4 separate regions of the Sus scrofa genome follow, and regions 1, 2 and 4 are each linked to region 3. Evidence: chromatin contacts called from public Hi-C, HiChIP or PLAC-seq and promoter capture Hi-C data. All regions are on one chromosome and are shown on one strand. The core of a region is the stretch at or near the end of the contact, and the rest is flanking DNA. Distances in the headings are between cores, read along the strand shown. Region 1 holds the start of NR1H3 (nuclear receptor subfamily 1 group H member 3). Region 2 holds the start of MADD (MAP kinase-activating death domain protein). Region 3 holds the start of AMBRA1 (activating molecule in BECN1-regulated autophagy protein 1). Region 4 holds the start of ARFGAP2 (ADP ribosylation factor GTPase activating protein 2).

Region 1 (2,700 bases), core at 176-2,675, 600 kb after region 3:
TGCTGTAAGGGAGAAGGGCTCCCCATCAGCACAGCCCCCCACACCCCCAGGCACTGAAGAGGGACGAGACCCAGCTCTTGGCCTGACATCCGCACACCGCGGGCTGTGGGAGCTTACCGCTGAGTAGACCAGCAGCTTGGGGAGCTGGGAGGTGGTTGCCATCAGGGTCAGGTTCTTCCGTATCTGGGCCAGCAGGACTCCTGAAGGACAGAAGTCCCCAGTGTCAGTGGCTATAGCCGTCACCATCTTCTCACCAGACCTATCTGCCGTTCTCTCACCCTCTGCGAGTCCTGGCTCTGATCACCACAGAGAACTCCAGGCTCATGGGAACTACACAGGAACTCTACGGCACCTGCTCTCTAAGAACTTTCACATGTGTAGGAGAAAGCAAGCTCAAGCTAGCTATCTGTGTTTCAACACCGATGCAGAAACCCGCCACTTATTTATAAATGAGTTACGAAGCCCTGCCCATGTTTGAAGAATTACTCCAGGTGGGAATAAATATAAACTCAAGATTGCTTCAGAACACACAAGATGGTGGCTCCAGGCCAGGGGAACTCTGTCATGTGCAGGCTCTGAAAACTGAGATGTCGCAAAGGTTCGTCAGCTGGCACTCCCTTGGGGTGCTCACGTCAGGAAACTGGCCTGTGTATGACTGTCAGCCTCTTTCAAAGTGGGCCCTTGTGGTCATCTGGAGGAAGGGATTCATTGGAGGGGAGGGAGGGCTTTCTGACATGGTGAAACTTAAAAGAATGTGAATGGCAGAAAAGCAGCACACACCCAACCGTGCTCACTCACACAGGACAAACGTGCTAGGCATCTAGACAGCTGGGGACACCGATGACTAAGGGGATGACTAGGGGGGCCTAGTTCTGAAGAGCAGAGAACACTTCAGGTAGCATGTGAGAGGCCCCCAAGAGCGGATTCCTAATGCTGTAGGGATCTGACAGGGGAGTGACATGCTGCTGTTGTCACTCACCCCCCTGCAGCCGGGCCTTCTCTGCCTGCTCGTAGATCCCGAAGAGGAAGCGGAAGCTGAAGTCCTTTAGCCGGCTCAGACGCTGCATGGTTTGGGGTGAGGCCCAGGGAGGCAGGACCAGCCCGTGTGTCTGCTGTATGTGGCAGCGGGCAGGTTAGCTCCTCACCCAGGCCAGAGCCTCTCCCGGGAGCCGTTCTCTTCCTGTGTGTGTGTGGGTGTGTGCAGGGAGAGGAGAGGCAGAGGTTTGCGACCAGGAGACATGGTGGACAGTGATGAGGCCGCAGGGCACAGGAAAGGAGGCTCGGGCACCAAAAGTGTGACTCAGCAGAACGGAGTCAGATACCACGAGAGCTCGGGGTGGAGAGAAGCAGGAACTGCTGACGATCGATAAACTATTTCCCACTCTGAGGTTCTTTTTCACCCATGAGGGAAGTTCCCTTGTTTCACAAGAGGCGGCTTGCCTGGACCTCCCGGGTAGGAATGGGGTCCAGGCACGGTTGCACATGGCCTGGTCACCTAGGCCTGCTGAGGTGTGAGAGGAGGACAGTCATACCGGGGACCCTGAGCCAGCTCACCTCACAGAAGAGTGTGTCATAGACATTCCAGACGGTCTCCAGTGTCAGGTCCGTAAGCCCTGTCTCGTTGGCCACCATTTCCAGAAATTGCTATGAGAAAGGGATCAGGGATCAGTCCTGCCCTGGGGGAAAGGACAATGTGTGGTGACCTCCACCTCGGCCCCACTCACTGCATTCTGAATACTCTCATTCTGATACTCTGGTGTCCGCCGGGTCTCGTTCTGCAGCTGCTCAAAACGGGGACATGGGCCCAACGGGAACTTCAGCAGCTGCAGACCAAAGGGGGAAGCAGAGGCAGAGAAAGAGTCGGGGATCAGCAGCCCAATGGCCAGAGCTGCCCCCCTCACCGCCTCCAGGGAAGGGCTGGCCAGTCTTACTCTGTCCTCGGTAACAGGCACAGTATGGACAGGAATAGGCTGCCAAGAGATGTTTGGATTAAAGCGCTGCATCCCATTAGGGGGGAAGAGTCCAGCCAAGTTGGCCTCAGCACTCATGAGAGTCCGGTCAAAGTCTGTGCTTCGAACATAAACCTGCAGAGATGACAACACGAGTCTCACGAGTGGGTGGGGGAGCTCTGGCCCCTCCATGGGGTCCCAGGGGAGGACCGGTTCTTGGTGGACACCTACCAAATGAAATCCTCCGTGCATCTGGCCCTCTCCCCCCTCTGGCTTTCCCCATCCCTCTTTACAGCCAGGGCCCAAAATGCAGCTGGGGGGTTTGCTGTCCCCAGTCTGTGAAAAACTCCTGTGAGAATGGCTTTAGGTCAGATGCCCCTCCCAGTCCAAAGTGCTTAGTTAACAAGGCTCTTGGGTCCGTCTGTGTGCCTGGTTTTATTACACCACCTGTCACCCTATCTAGGCCCAGGTCCTTGAGGGCAGAAACTATCTCCCCTTTTATAACTGGCTTAGAGACCAGGAGAGGAAATAAGATATGGAACAGAAATAATTATTTGTGAAGAGAGAGGAAGAAGCTGTAAGGAAGGGCAAGATCAGGCAAGAGCTGGCCCTCAAGGAGACAATACAACATCTAGAGACAAAGATCAAGTTTGTATGGCACACCATTATATGCAGTGCTAGCATAGTGCCTGGCCCATAACAGGTACTCCAAAAATGTCTTGAAAGCTTGAGCTATTTCAGAGTCAGAAAC
Region 2 (2,700 bases), core at 17-2,516, 620 kb after region 3:
CTGAGATCTGGGATGTGCACGAGTGACTGTTCTTCCCCCACACCGTGTCTTCTGTTTTTTGGGGTAGATGGCTGAGGCGTGACTGAGAAGGGCAGACATTCCTGAGGGCTGGGCAAAGGACATCCTCACGTGGCATTAAAAGAGTCAAAGGGTTGGGAATTTTGTGGCTGCTGGGTCCTGGGGATTCTGCTGAAACAGTGCTCCCATGTGAAGACGGTACTGACCCTGCCAAATGGATGAACCTGGGGGCCACTTTGCACAAGGTTGGCCAGGGCCCTGCCCATCCTGCCTCTACCACTTCCTGTTTTCCCCACGGGGCCCCAAGAAGAATTCTCCACTGTTAGCCTGCGGCTTGGCCGTAAATGCCTCAGGGCTGCCTCACTGATAGGACTGGCACTGGGTGTACAGGAAGATCGAAATTAATACAGGATGAGAGAAACCCATTTCTGGATTGGGAGTGGGGGCCCGGCAACAGAGGAGGGAAGGCTGTGTCCTTTAAGGAGCTGCTTCCAGATTCCGAGGAGGGAGACAAGTCACAAGTGACAGCCTTGGCAGTGAGCGGGGACCTCCTTTTACTAGCCCCATTGAGCCATAAGGGTCAATGAAATGTTGAGGCTTAGATGCCCCCTTCCCGTTCAGTGATCCAGGTGGGATCGGTTGTCTTCCTGTGGGAAGGGGGTGTGGGATTTTCCGACCTAACGCCTCAGTCGTGCACCTGTGTTCATGCCCGCGGGTATAATACCTTGGTTTTCCCGTTGACAGCTGAAAAAGAGCAATCCTTCCTCTTGGCCCGCAGACCCTTGGGACAGGAAGAAAGGTCCCCTGAGGCCAGGGGTAGGCTGACCGGTTTCAGGGTTAGCGTCTCCAAAGGGCTGGACTCCATTTCCCAGCGGGCACCGCGGCACCGCTCACGCCCCCTCCCGTGGAGCGTCCCGGTGTAGGTGAAACCGCGGCCTGCGCCTTCCGGCATCAGGTCCCCCCGCCGCCCCTGAATTGGTAGGTTCCACTGCCGAGGCCGCCGGCTTGCCAGCCCGGGAGGCTGGGCACCTCCAAAGCGCGAGCGGGGGGAGGGAAGTCAGGTAAGAGGGACGGTTAGAAAGTCTCAGGGGCAGCTTATCTTGAGAAGTCTCTTCCAGATTAATCCACATTTCCTCGAAATGGACTCCATTACCATGCCGAATTAAAATCTGTTTTAGTAACCTAAAGAAAAAGTGTTCCTGTGGGTCCTCCCCTTGGCACGTAAAGGCGCTGGGCTGGCCCAACGCTCCCCATCGCGTTCCCACTCCCACACGGATAGGTGTGTGCGTAGCCGCCTTTCTCCTGAGGTCGGCTCCACCCTTCAGCCCTCGGCTTGGTGCAGCCCTGTCCTCCCCGGGGGGAATGGTACGGCCCCCGGCCCCCCTCGGCTCCCCCTCCTTCACCGGGTCGGAGTGGTAGGCGCCCCCCCACCCCCCTTCCCGGTGAGGACGCGGAACTGGCGCGCGCTCTGAGCGGCGTCCGCGCCGGCGAGCGACTGACGCTTGGCTGCAGAGAGTCGTGCGGCCGAACCTGGCCGGTCTTCAGAGGCTCCAGAGGTAGGAAGGTCTGGGCCACTGGGGGCCTGGAAGGGTGTTTGGGGTGGGGCTCCCCGGGGGATACAGACTATGAGAGGAAACAGGGGCTTTAGTGGGAAGGGGACTCTAAGGAGCCCCCAAGGTTGTGTGAGGGGGCGTGGGGTCTCGAGAGAGAGCAGCGGTCTGTAGGAAGGGGGTAGGACAAGGGGTGGGGGCCAAAGGGGTTCCAGCTGCGAACCTGGGCGCAGCTTGCGGCTGCGGGGCTAGATTCCTGCGAGGCTGGCGGGCGGCCCTGGTTCCGGGGCGGGTGCGGGGGAGAACTGTCCAGCAGGTGAGGGGGCGGGCAGAGCTGTCCTGTCCGGGGGCTAAACACATGGCGCGCGTGTGTACGTGTGTCTGTGTCTGTGCGTGAGTGTGTGTGTGTGCGCGCGCGCGTTCCCCATTTTTGGTTAGAATTTGAATAAACACTTTGGCTTCTTAAATTTTCTTTTTTTTTTTTTTTAATTTGGTGTTTCAAAATTGGCTTGTTGGGGAGTGGAGACCCCGTTCAGTCTTTCCTGAAACTGATTGTCTCCCCATCCTCGTGCATCTTTAGACTCATCCTTCTTTCCCTGCCTTCCCTACTTCCCCAACCCTGCCTATTGCTGCCTCCTTGCTCTCATTCTTCCCCACGTTGGACCAGTCTGTGCTGATGCGCTTGCAAGGTCACTGCCTGGGGAGGAGGAGGGGAGAGAGCCTCTTATTGTGCTCACGTCAGCAGATGTCCTATCACTCTCTGGTTCTTGTGGTTTTACTGTGACATCCTGCCAAAATGAGGGACGAATCCAAAGGGCTGGTTAACATGGCCATTTGTAAGCTGAAAAGACAAGATAGCTTAAAGGTCTGTGGATTCTAAATCTGCGTGTGGATGGTGTTGGGTGGTAATTGTGTAGGACTTCAGCGGATAGGTATGAGTCTTGAGCTTGATGCCTTTGGAATATAGGAGCTGGGAATGAGGGGCTGCCCGTTAGTAAATATGGTTGAGGCAAGAGGCGGAGTCTGAGTCTGGGTGGATGTGAAGACAGTGTGAGTATAGGTAGTGTTAAGAGGATTTAGAGTCTTTGTGAAGAGGGGAGCGAATGGGAAGAAAAGCCTTATCTCTGCAGTT
Region 3 (2,700 bases), core at 192-2,691:
AACAAATTACACAAATTAGAATCACAACACCGAATCCAATGAAAATAAAATGACTGTGAACATTTAGTCCCCAAAGTTTCCAAGCTGGGAGAGAGAAGGAAAACATAACGGAGTTCCCAGAGTGCTAACTTTCAGTTTAAATATCTGAATGATTTCTACACGAAGCTTTTTCACTCTAGTAACTAAGCCACTAATCGAATACAACAAAACTGGTCCAAAAGAGACTCCTTGAGTTTCATTTGGATTCTTCCTAGAAAGCAGTCTCTCAAGACAAATATCTGACTTCAAAACATTGACCATCCTCTGTAGGACATTAACTACCTAACACCATAGGTTAAAGACTTCCACCGAAAAACAGGCTGAAGGGAAAGAGGAGAAAAAAGTATCAACTGGAAAGCAAATCAAACAGCAAACAAAATTTCCTATCAAGAAAACAAAGTAACTGTCTCGCTAAAATGATACAGACTTTGAAAAGCAAAGCCAGACAAAAGATCGCGTGGTCCCTTTACTTCTTAAGTCTCCGGTGACAAAATCTATATTCCTAGGAAGAAGCGATCACGACAAGCCAACGACAAATCACTATGTGCATAAAATGACTGGTAAAGAGGGGGTGGGGGGGAGTAAACTGGTAAACGACCAAAAATGACTTATGGTGCATTTAAAGATCTGTCAGGGATATGAGAAAAAGTCACGTCCCAGCTTAGCCTCAGTTTCCCTACCCAAAAAAGTCAAGAATATGACACTTCGCTCAGAGGAGCCATAGGGCCCTGTTCCACAAACCTCCACCTATTCAAGGGTCCCTTCAAAGGGGACTCAGACTCAGAGGGTGTCCCCAGTGCAACTGAGTCATGACACCCGAAGCCTTTGGGGGGTGAAAGGAAAGAAAAGAAGGAGGGTCAAAGCGCGTAAAGCTCTATCCGTTCCTGGAAAGCAATTTCCCCATACACTGGGGGTGCCAACACTCGCCCCAGACCCAACATGCCCTCCTACCGAACCACACCGGGCAGCCCAAGCATCTCTCCGTCCTTCCGGCTTCTTCCTCGGTTCCCTGTCGCCTCTCCGACCGCGCCCCCGAACGCGGCCGGGTAGCTCCTCCTCTGGCCGTGTCTCCGCGGCCGACCCACCCTCCCACCCGCCGGCGCCAAGGTCTTCTCAACCCGGCGGCGGTAGGATGCCGGGCTGGGCCTCCCAGGCTCCTCCCGGGCCTACCTGCAAGGCCGGCGGGGGCTCGGTCTGCAGCCCAGCGGATGGACTGAACCACAGATAGAAGAAGCAGCTGGAAGGAAGCAAGGGGTCCGCTCTACCGACCAGCGGGAGAAAGCAGTCTGAGCGCGGGGCCTTGCGGATAAGTCAGCCCTGGACCCGGCGACGCCGCCGCTCGGGAGACATCAAGCAAGAAGACGGCGCAAAAGATCACCGAATACACGAACGCCCCAGACATCAAAGGAGGAGCGCCCAAGCAATCGTTCAAGGAACTCGAGTCGAGCGCCGAAAAACAGCTTGCTCCCACTCAAGGTCCGGCTTATGTCCAAGGCATAAACAAACAAACCCAGATCATAAACAATGGAGTAAAGTAGTCTGGGCTTCTGCCATTTTCTGTCTCGGCTGCCGGCTAAATTGTTTAGAGAACCGGAGTTTTTCTTGAGCGTGTTGACGATTAAGTCAGAGTATAATAACACTTGCTATCTAACTATGTTATGGACCACCTACACTATTTATCCCAACTCAGCAAATTTGACCTTAGTTTCCTCATGGAACAGTGAGATGAATTAGATAGATATAATAGAGGCATAGAGAGAATGAGAGAATCCAGGCTGAGGAACGAAATGAATAGTCTCTCTTGACGCTCCAATTTAACGGCCATAAGCACAGCAGAGAGAAGCTGGGAAAATTCAGTGTTAAGTTTGAACTTAAGGCCAGAAAAAAATATATATTGCTTTTTTATTATATTCCAAAGACCTAGGACCACAGGTGTGCTTCTTACACAATAACTGAAAGTCTCTTTGGATTCCGAAACTAATAAAGTGTGTTGACATTTTTATCATCATGAAAACTTTCCAAAGTCTCTTAGTAGACAGTAACATATGGTCAGCACAAATATGGATTGAAATCTTCATCCCAGGCACAATTTAATAAATCATATAGATCACTACATATGGATTACCAACTATAATAGTTTACCTTACCTCTTAAGGAGAGAGGAGACTGGGAGAGAAAGATGTAAAACAAAAACAAGGAGTTCCCATTTGTGGCTCAGTGGTAACAAACACAGCTAGTATCTATGAGGATGTGGGTTCGATCCCTGGCCTTGCTCAGTGGGTTAAGGATCTGGCATTGCCATGAGCTGTGGTGTAGGCTGCAGATGAGGCTCGAATCTGGCAATGCTGTGGCTGTGGTGTAGGCTGGCAGCTGCAACTCCAATTCAGCTCCTAGCCTGGGAACTTCTCTATGCCACTAGTTCGACCCTTAAAAAAAAAAAAATCCTGTGATTTCCCTTATGGTGCAGCAGATTAAAAATCCACTGTCGGAGTTCCCACCATGGCTCAGTTGTTAACAAATCCAACTAGGAACCATGAGGTTGTGAGTTCGATCCCTGGCCTCACACAGTGGGTTAAGGGTCCGGCATTGCCGTGAGCTGTGGTAGAGGTCGCAGATGTGGCTCGGATCCTACATTGCTGTGGCTGTGGTGTAGGCTGGCGG
Region 4 (2,700 bases), core at 172-2,671, 540 kb after region 3:
ATGATACACCCTATTGACACCAAGAGTTTTTCATCAAGTTTCTCAGAAACTCCTGCAAAAAACCACAGTCTCGAACCTCTGAGATGAATGATGGAAGCCCAGCCCTCACTCAACTTTGCCTGAGGACAGCATGCTGTACCCACTCTGCCCATCCTTCATCCAGGCCCCCAAGACCGTGATGACTGCGAAGGCCCCAACTCCCTTGGCCTTGCCCCAAGAATGTCTGTCCAGCTCGGTTTAAAACCAAAGCCCCTTTGTGAAGAACAGGGATACATTTCCAAGTTTAGAGAGTAGGGTACAGTGTTGCCATAGACCAGAGATTTCTCCTAACTGAAACTGAGAGAGCCTTCAAGAAGTCACTGTAGAGTCAGTACTCAGGCAGAAGAATGGGGGTGGGAGGATGGTAAGAAGGAGCTTTACCGCATTGGCATTCCCGCCGACCTGCATACACCTCAGCTGGAACCAGTTCCAGTTGGAATCCAACTCTGTGGACCTGTGTGCAAGGGCTGCGTGTCACCTACCAGCAGGTTCCAGGAGACGCTTCCCTGGCAGACCCACACCTGTCATTTGGCCTCGGGCTGCAGCAAGCGCCCAGGAAATATTCATCAGCCGCCACCGTGTTTCCTCCATTCTACCCTATCCATGAAAGCCTTGCTCTACATCCATCTAGTCAGATGGCTACCAATTATTTTCCAGATGGAAAGGAGGTCAAATTCTCAAGCACTCAAGCCTGGACTCGACCTTCCCCTTAAGCACAGCCACAGTCTGGCTCCAATGTATCAGCAACAAGATCAATGCAGATAACTCTTCCCTGAAACTGACGCTCGGAATGTCAATTCTGACTGTCAGGAAAGAAAGGAGTTTTGACCCACATGCGGAGTCGAACCGGCTGCGTGGTAAGGGGCCCACACTGGCTGTTTCCACTCATGAGAGGATCGCAAATACCGAACTCAGGGCGATCCAAGTTCAAGCAGCCACTCTCCCCCGATGAACCCCGGGCGGCAGGGTGGAAGCACAGCGGCCGCGAAAAGACCCTACCTGATGAAGCTGAGATGGACGCCCAGGGAGCGATGCACCCCGGAGCAATCAATGCACAAGAAAACACCATACGTGATGCTAGCCCAACTCGGATTCTTGGCGCCACAGTCAAAACAGGCCTGCGTGAAAAAGGCGATGAGCGAATGGTCAGGGGCCCCAGGTCCAGGCCGAGCGCTGACACCCCGGGAAGACAGTCCACGCCCTCCCTCTCCCTCCCTCAGGCGCCAAGGGAACCAGGGGAGTCCCTCTCGGCCAGTGCCTGGCCCTGCCCGCCTCCCACTCACGCACCTTGTTGGTTGGAATTGCGCGAAGCCTCTTAAAAAGAGTTTGGATCTCTGTCTTGCTCGGCTCGGCCGCCATTTTCTCTCCTTCCCAGATTCCAGCGCGAGCGACGGGTCGCGTCACAGGCCAATCCGCGGCCGCGAACGCGGGTCAGCGGGTGGGGCTCAGCGGGGGCCGGCCGGCCTAGGGGCGGGGTGATTTGTCCGGATCCCGACCAATGGGCGGTCGGTGGAGCAGGAGCCGAACCATCAGCGGCCTGGGCTCGGCGGCAGTCGCTCGAATCCACGCCACGCCGCGCCGGGGCCAATCCGCAGTCGGGGCGGGGCGACGGCTCGCCCGCAGGCCCAAACGTCGCCGCAGAGGCGCCCGCAGGTCCGGTCTTCTCCAGAAGGTGGAGCCATCTCTCAGGAGCGTGGGCTGCGAGACGGGGAAGCCGGCCTCTTCTCGGGCCAGATCCCAAAGAGTGAGTGATGATTAACAGTCCTACCAAGCACTCCTGGGCCTGCCGCCCTGAACGGGAAGGTAAACTGACTGGGCTCCCGCCCCGCTCAGAACTCCTCACCCAGCCTCCAGTCGTGGTCGGCTCGCATCTAGCCCTATCTCGAGTCCCTTCCGCCCCAGGTTAGGGTCCCAAATCCAAGTTAGGGTCCCAAGTCCAGAGCAGGTACCAAGTTGACAACCTTTGCCCAACCCCCACCCCCATAATATACTTCAGGCCCACGACCTCTCCTCAGTGCCTGGCTCCAGATGCCCTCGGTGGCCTGGCGGCGGAGGGGCGGGGGGTAACAAAGACGCACACAAGCCTGACAGTGTTTTGTTTTTCTTCCAAGTTTATTTTTTCCAAGTTTAATACACACTAGAAGCCACAAAAGAGTGCTGCTAGCCCAGAACTACACTCACCCCAAGCGCGCCCCAGGAAGCTCAAAACACAGACTGGGCACTGGGTCCACAACTCCTGGGGAGACCAGGGTATTCCTGGGGAGGCCCAGGCACCCCTGAGCCCTTTTGTTACCTCCTGACCTTCCCACCTTCCCCTCAGTCCAGACTCAGTTGGCCCTTCCCTACCAGTCCCTTCCTAGAGGCAGGCCCCTTTGCTCCTGGGAGTCTCAAGACTTCCTCTCTCCTGAAAGGGACAGAGGGCCACCAGGGGCAGCATGGTTCAGGGCCCTCAAGTCCAGCTGCCCAGACAAGCTAGGCTCAGACTGAAAGGGGTGGTGGGGGTGGAGAAACATGTAGAAGGGCTGTAAGGGCAGGTCAGGCCCCCACACACTCAACGTAGTTGGCAGGGTACAGGCCAATCCGGCCACTCTGCAGCTGGCCCTGGCACCAGCCCTGCTCATCCTCCTCGCTCATCTTCAGCAGCTCCTCCCCTGCGGAAAG

The links. Promoter capture Hi-C pulls out the DNA fragments that hold promoters and counts their contacts. Hi-C and Micro-C count contacts between places; a contact is called where the count stands out from the background. HiChIP or PLAC-seq counts read pairs in DNA pulled down with a chosen protein or histone mark.
Region 1: a contact with region 3 is called in an H3K27ac HiChIP or PLAC-seq map of alveolar macrophages. The contact joins the promoter of NR1H3 here to the promoter of AMBRA1 in region 3. A contact is called at or near these places in 1 of 5 promoter capture datasets (liver) and 1 of 2 datasets of contacts at active chromatin or transcription factors (alveolar macrophages).
Region 2: a contact with region 3 is called in a promoter capture Hi-C map of liver, with 2.4 times the contacts expected there. The contact joins the promoter of MADD here to the promoter of AMBRA1 in region 3. A contact is called at or near these places in 1 of 5 promoter capture datasets (liver) and 1 of 2 datasets of contacts at active chromatin or transcription factors (alveolar macrophages).
Region 4: a Hi-C map of liver shows a contact between it and region 3, with 3 times the contacts expected there. The contact joins the promoter of ARFGAP2 here to the promoter of AMBRA1 in region 3. A contact is called at or near these places in 1 of 5 promoter capture datasets (fetal liver) and 1 of 47 Hi-C or Micro-C datasets (liver).

The regions. Positions count from the first base shown.
Region 1 is chr2:15,335,510-15,338,209 of Sscrofa11.1, reverse strand. NR1H3 (nuclear receptor subfamily 1 group H member 3) reads left to right here and starts at 1,425. Exons shown (of 10, transcript NM_001101814.1): 1 at 1,425-1,602. It overlaps ACP2 (acid phosphatase 2, lysosomal), which reads right to left. Exons shown (of 11, transcript NM_001244740.1): 4 at 1,932-2,084; 5 at 1,725-1,823; 6 at 1,555-1,644; 7 at 980-1,112; 8 at 118-200; 9 at 1-2.
Region 2 is chr2:15,313,788-15,316,487 of Sscrofa11.1, reverse strand. It overlaps MADD (MAP kinase-activating death domain protein), which reads left to right and starts at 1,266. Exons shown (of 36, transcript XM_021085175.1): 1 at 1,266-1,574. It overlaps NR1H3 (nuclear receptor subfamily 1 group H member 3), which reads left to right. Exons shown (of 10, transcript NM_001101814.1): 10 at 1-159. The coding sequence ends at 26.
Region 3 is chr2:15,934,095-15,936,794 of Sscrofa11.1, reverse strand. AMBRA1 (activating molecule in BECN1-regulated autophagy protein 1) reads right to left here and starts at 1,441. Exons shown (of 17, transcript XM_021085245.1): 1 at 1,210-1,441.
Region 4 is chr2:15,389,324-15,392,023 of Sscrofa11.1, reverse strand. It overlaps ARFGAP2 (ADP ribosylation factor GTPase activating protein 2), which reads right to left and starts at 1,421. Exons shown (of 16, transcript NM_001244552.1): 1 at 1,327-1,421; 2 at 1,039-1,157; 3 at 421-493. The coding sequence starts at 1,398. It overlaps PACSIN3 (protein kinase C and casein kinase substrate in neurons protein 3), which reads right to left. Exons shown (of 10, transcript XM_021085228.1): 10 at 2,131-2,690. The coding sequence ends at 2,575.